Regions from separate parts of the Sus scrofa genome. Here region 1 is linked to region 2. A link is a contact called in public Hi-C data. All regions are on one chromosome and are shown on one strand. Each heading gives the region's core, a stretch centred on a gene start, on an enhancer-like site or on the middle of the called end of the contact. The rest is flanking DNA. Distances are from core to core; before and after follow the strand shown. Region 1 holds the start of NCAPG2 (condensin-2 complex subunit G2). Region 2 holds the start of WDR60 (WD repeat-containing protein 60).

Evidence for each region. A called contact is a pair of places that touch in the nucleus more often than the background predicts.
Region 1: a contact with region 2 is called in a Hi-C map of skeletal muscle, with 5 times the contacts expected there. The contact joins the promoter of NCAPG2 here to the promoter of WDR60 in region 2. A contact is called at or near these places in 3 of 5 promoter capture datasets (fetal liver, fetal skeletal muscle and liver), 12 of 47 Hi-C or Micro-C datasets (alveolar macrophages, blood, embryonic fibroblasts and 6 more) and 2 of 2 datasets of contacts at active chromatin or transcription factors (alveolar macrophages and skeletal muscle).

Annotation. Positions count from the first base shown.
Region 1 is chr18:651,438-654,643 of Sscrofa11.1, forward strand. It overlaps NCAPG2 (condensin-2 complex subunit G2), which reads left to right and starts at 1,745. Exons shown (of 28, transcript XR_002340267.1): 1 at 1,745-1,849.
Region 2 is chr18:553,474-556,848 of Sscrofa11.1, forward strand. WDR60 (WD repeat-containing protein 60) reads right to left here and starts at 1,669. Exons shown (of 24, transcript XM_021079024.1): 1 at 394-1,669. The coding sequence starts at 408.

The sequences.
Region 1 (3,206 bases), core at 495-2,994, 98 kb after region 2:
AATGCCCAGACTTTCCCCGACAAAGTTCATTCTGAGTTGGCTGATTGGCTTAACATTAAAGCCTGGATTTACTGATTGGATTGGTTAGAAGTTGCCGTAAACTGGGTAAGTTAAATCCGAAGATTTCCAAGATGTGGGGAGAACATATAAAGCAAGCAATAAAAGCTTTTATTAAAAAAAAATTGTCTTGGAGTTCCCGTCGTGGCGCAGTGGTTAACGAATCCGACTAGGAACCATGAGGTTGCGGGTTCGGTCCCTGCCCTTGCTCAGTGGGTTAACGATAGGGCGTTGCCGTGAGCTGTGGTGTAGGTTGCAGACGCGGCTCGGATCCTGCGTTTGCTGTGGCTCTGGCGTAGGCCGGTGGCTACAGCTCCGATTAGACCCCTAGCCTGGGAACCTCCATATGCTGCGGAAGCGGCCCAAAGAAATAGCAAAAAGACAAAATAAATAAAAATATCCTGTGAACAGTAAAGCGGCCCAAAGAAATAGCAAAAAAAAAAAAAAAATTGACAAACCTGTCTTTAAAAGTAACTGATATAATTAATACTAATTCAGTGTATCTGGGTAAAGTTTTTTGGAAACTGAGAAAGAAAATGATTTCAAGTGACTGGATACAAATTCTTTTTGAAATTCAAGTGGTTTCCAAATCTTTGCTTTTAGCAAAAATTGAAGGAAAGCCTGATTAAGTTATTAGCTGACACAAGTTAGATAGAAAGAAATTGGTGATAGATCAATATACGGTTTTTGGCTTTTAACAAAAATTCGTGGAGTTCTCGTGGCTCATCGGAAACTATTCCGACTAGTATCATTGAGGATGTGGTTTGATCCTTGGCCCCGTTTAGTGGGTTAAGGATCCAGCATTGCTGTGAGCTGTGGTGGAGGTCACAGGCCCGGCTCGGATCCCATGTTGCTGTGGCTGTGGCATAGGCTGGCAGCTGTAGCTCCAATTTGACCCCTAGCTTGGTAACTTCCACATACAGCAGGTGCAACCCTAAAAAGCAAAAACAAACAAACAAAAAAATTCGTTCAAAGAATTGGGTACATTACTACTAATTTTTTTAATTTGTCTCCTTTTTTATGAGCAAGTTATTTTTCAGTATTTACATCTATAAACAAAAAATCAAAATAGAATATTCTTAGAGACATAAATTGAAAAAAATAGTCCTAACCATACCATTAAGAGGTGTGTCTCAACGAAATTTTAGGTTAATATTTAATAGGTACTTATCAAAACATATAATCAATGTATATAGCTTTGATCTATTTGTATCCTTAATAAATGAAGCTTGTAAACCTAGAGCATTTTGGTCACATGATTAAATATATATATATATATATATATATATATATATATATATATATATATAGCTACAGACATGGTCCATAGACGCTGCATAGCAAAAATAGATTCTACTTTAGGACGGAGTGTGGGAAACGTGGAATGGACATACGGGTTTAAGACCTGGTATCCAACTGCTAAGTAGCCATCCTTCACTGGCTATATATATAAAGGGTGATGTCACAGTTTTATTTTGAGTCAGTCTTTATGTCAGCAGTTGCGTCCACTTCTCGCATTTAAACCAATAACGAGACATGTTGACGTCGGACAAAAAAATACCAGGATCCGAGCACCAGTGGAAGAGGCGGGGTCCAGGCGCCCGGTAGGGGCGCGGCGGCCTTGGGGCGGGGCCACGGCGGCGCGCCCTCCCCCCGAGGGCCCCGCCCAGCGTGCCCAGCTCTCGCGAGATCGGCGCGTAGTGACGCGCGGGCGGGCGGGGCGCGTCGAGGGCGCCGGCGGGCGGGTTTGAATCTGGTCCGAGCGCGGGAAACGGCGGGTCCTGGGGATGAGGTGAGCGCCGCGGAGCTGGCCCACGAAGGGCTGGGGGTAGGGGGCCGGGAAACGGCGGGGTGGGGCGATTTGGGCCCCCAGCACCACAGCGTCCGCATGGGCCGCGATCGAACTCCCGTCCGGCTGGCGGCTCTGAGGCGCCCGAGAGAGTCCCACGCGCGGCCCCTTCCCTCCCGGACTGAGTTCAGAGGACCCCCAGCCTGGACTGGGGGCTGACTGCGGACAGAGCGCCCCAACCCGAGCCCTAAACTGGGGATGACTTCACACAGGACCCCCTGAGCCCTGGGCCTGGGACCTCAGACAGTACCCCTCAGCTCTGGACCTGGGGCTCACCCCAGACAGGACCTCCTGAGCCCTGGACCTGGGACGGACTCCACATGGGACCCCCCTGAGCCCTGGACCTGGGACTGACCCCCGGACAGGACCCCCTGAGCCCTGGACCTGGGACTGACTCCAGACGGGACCTCCTGAGCCCCTGGCCTGGGGCCAACTCCAGACGGGACCCCCTGAGCCCTGGACGTGGGACTGACCCCCAGACAGGACCCCCCTGAGCCTTGGGCCTGGGATGGACTCCGGACAGGACCCCCTTAGACCGGGACTGACCTCAGACAGGACCTCCTGAACCCGGGGCTGACCCGGGTCAGGACCTCCTGAGCCCTGGACCTGAGACGGACCCCTGACAGTGCCAGTAATTTTCCATATTGTTCTACTTATAACTGCAGGCTTTCACTTATTTTTAAAGTAAGTGTCCTGTTATGTATGTTCCTTCTTTTTGCTCTTACTTCGTCTTCGGGTTGATGTCTCTCAAATCGGGGACTGCTAACACTAGGTACTGTAAGTGGAAAATAGGATTTGTCAGGGGAACACAGGCAGGGAAGGAGGTTACACAAAGGCCCTGAGCTCTGGTCCCACAGGGTGGGGGGCTGTGCTCTGGCTGGCACAACTAACAAGCTCCCAGGTGACCCCAGGGCCACACCCTGCAGAACAGGGCAGCTGTGACACGGATTTTGTTGTTGGAGGAATGGTGCTTTAAGAAGTGAGGGTCTCCAGGATAGAGCAGCTGGGCCTCACTGCTCCCTTTGTTGAGCTGACTCAGACCTGCAAGGAGCATCTTGAGAAGGTGCTAAAAGGGGAGAGAAGGTGAGCCTCCCAGAGCTGTTTGGGTTTCTCTTTTCTTGGATGGTAACTTCCGTAACAACTGATGATAATAACATAATGTCATGTTGGTACTATTCTTAGTGAAGAAAATAAGGAAGTTACCTTTTTAGATATTATAACTTGTTTATGTCGGAGTATTGTTGGAATATTGTTAGCAAGAGTCTACCGTAGACGGCACAGGGGTTTTCTTGCAGTTTCC
Region 2 (3,375 bases), core at 419-2,918:
TGCCACGACGGGAACTCCAAAAGGCACTAACTTTCTAATCGACGTTATTAACATCATAAAAGCGAATGATAGAGGAAAAAAATAGGAAGATAGGATGAAAAATACGCAAACAAAATTTCTCATTTGTTAGCGGGAATCCAGACAGCAGAAGAACGACAAATAAGTTACTGAGTTAATAACACAGCTCTGGGCACTTTTATGTATTGAACTTCATCCAGTCCCACTCGTACCGTCCCATTTTATTCGGTAAGAAATAAGACACGTCGGTAACTTTGCCACGGTAGCACCGCGCAGCTAGAACTCTAGCCCCGGGCCTGGGGCGCCCTCCGACGGCGAGGAAGGGGCGGTACTGGCGGGCACGAGCCTCCCCGCGCGGTGTCCGCACGCACCCACCTTTCCCGGCTCCATCGCCGCCTGCAGGCCCGGGCGGCCGCGCTGCCCTCGGCCCGGCCAGGCTCCGGAAAGAGACCGCCGGACGCCCGCACCCTCCTCCCAGCAGGCGTCCCGCCTCCTAGCAACCGGCAGGCGGGGCAACGGAACTCTTGCGACCGCCCGCCCCGCGGGCCCCGCGGCCGTCCCCGCTGCGCCTGCGCCTCCCCGCCTCCTAGCAACCGACAGGCGGGGCAGCGGAGCGCCGAGCACCACCGGCCCGGCGTGCCCCGAGGCCGCCCCCACTGCGCCTGCCCGTCCTCGCCTCCTAGAAACCGGCAGACCAGAGCAGAGGAGCGCCGAGTGACCACCGATTGGGATCTGCTCCCTGCCCAGAGGGAGGGGTCTCGGAAGAAGGCAGTTCCGGCCGGACTCCCGCCCTCCAGCCGGGTGGGATATTTGGTTCGAGGGCTGGGTTCTTCCGCCCGGTCGGAGGCCCAAAGGCCTGCGAGGCGGGTCCGCCGGCAGGACCGGAGCTGCAAAGGGGAAACAGGCACGGCTGCAAGGGCCGGCGGCTCCTCAACCTGCCAAAGTGCCTTTGGAAGAGGGAGCTGAGCTCAGACTTCGGGCAGGCAGCTTAGGGAGCTTTCCCTGTGCCGTCGTTTGATGGGACACACTCTGCAGGATTGGCAGGAATCGAAAAGTTTTTGAAAACGCAATCTTTGAAAGACTCAGTTTTTATACAGAGCAAGAGACGAGAGGCCATAGACGCCTCAAGGGACAGAAGAAGCGTTCACAACTGTAAACTCTGTCCCATGCCCGCGCGACAACCTGTCATTTCAGGGCCGCATTTTCCCAAACAGGACCGCAAAGGGGCTGCCTCACATTCCGCTGAGATGCAGAATGTGTCTTAATAAAGTATTAAGTATTAATACACATTGCAGCATGCGTGTGCCTGACCTGACTTCATACTGTGGCTGAGGTCTTGAACCTCACAGACAACGACCTGAAGCTTTTCCAGCAACAGCTGTCTTCTCGGCCAACAGAGTGACACAGAGAATAAACTTTGGCATCAGACTACCCACCAACCTAACTGTGAGTTTAGTATTAAGACACATTCTGCATCTCAGGTTTATTTTACCCCAACTGTTTTATTTGACGCTTAAAGTAAAAGCCAAACTTAAATATGCAGGACTGGAGAAGTGTGGGTCCCACTCCAGGGATGCACGTTAAAACTGACATTTACCTCTGGTTCTGCAAACTGTTTCGTGTTTGTTTAGTCTGCAAATGTTGCTTAGAAAAGATTCCACTTACCGTTGAGAGAGAGAAAGAAGGTGTTCAGATCCTGTGCTAAGACATATGGGTGAGTGTATCATTAGGGGGGTCTGTGTTTTTTTTCGTTTTGGGCTTGGTTTTGTTTTGTTTTGTTTCTTGGCCCCGCCCCAGGCTGTGGCAGTTCCTCAGGCCAGGAATGGAACTGGCGCCACAGCAACGAGGAAGCTGTTGTGACAACAGGGCTCCTTAACCTGCTTTGCCACAAGGGAATTCCTGGGGTCTGTGCTTTTGACATCATGGTTTTCCTCTAGACACACAATTTATTTTCCAGACATTGTGTTTTTGAGTCATGTGCGATTAGGAGCCAGTTTACAGTTTATGGATCTGTCTACTTTGTGCTGAATATAAAAGTCATTTCCTCAGCTCCTTGCCTTAGAGAAATTAATCAAGATCCAATCAGCCTTTTTTTTTTTTAAATAATGATTAGCACTTTATTTTATTTATTTATTTTTGACTATTTGTCTTTTCTAGGGCCACACCCGGAGCATATGGGGGTTCCTAGCCTAGGGGTCTAATGGGAGCTGTAGCTGCTGGCCTATGCCACAGCCACAGCCACGTGGCATCTGAGCCTCATCTTCGACCTACACCACAGCCCACGGCAACGCCGGATCCTTCACCGACGGAGTGAGGCCAGGGATCGAACCCGCAACCTCATGGTTCCTAGTTGGATTCGTTAACCACTGCACCACAACGGGAACTCCCAATCAGCCTTGTATATTTAACTGTGCTCTGGTTTCGGACGTTCCACCACCACCGTTTTCATTTTCACTCAGCAGCACTTGGGAAGAACGGTACTGGCAAAGGAGCACAGCAAGGTCATTGCAGTGATAGCTAGGATTCAGTGAGGGACTGCCCCCAAAGAGGTACCCAACGGAAACCTACTTGGCAATTCACTTAATTCTCATAGCGTCCCTTGGAGATGGATATGCTCCTGTTTTTCAGATGAGAAGTCTGAGGACCAGACAGATTAGCCCAGTTGCCTAAACTCACAGTTAGGTTGGTGGGTAGTCTGATGCCAAAGTTTATTCTCTGTGTCACTCTGTTGGCCGAGAAGACAGCTGTTGCTGGAAAAGCTTCAGGTCGTTGTCTGTGAGGTTCAAGACCTCAGCCACAGTATGAAGTCAGGTCAGGCACACGCATGCTGCAAGAACGACCTGGGCTTGGCCCTTGAACCCTGCCCTCTCCCCTCCCAAGTGCCCATCCCAAATTCCTGTCAAGATCATTGTGTCTTGACTGTTTGGCTTTCCACTCCAGCTGCTACCAATCCATCGTCCACCGCAGCCAGCAGTCCAGCAGGTGACTCCCCTCATGCCCTGCTCTGTCTCCCCGAGGCTCACACCAGGTGCCCTCGTTCACCAAACAGAATGATGTGATTTCGAATCTCCCCAAAACACCATATTCACAGAGCTCTGCAAATGCTGTCTCCTCTTTCTCACCATCCCCACCGTATTTGCCGAATAAATGTCAATAGAGGAAGTTAAACAATATTTCCTCAAACTTTTTTTTTTTTTTTTTTTGGTCTCTTGAGCGCCACACCTGCGTGCGACCCCCAGTCTAGGGGTCGAATCAGAGCTGTAGCTGCCAGCCTACACCACGGCCACAGCAACACAGGATCTGAGCCGTGCCTTCGACCTACACCAAAGCTCACAGCAACACCGGATTCTTAACGCA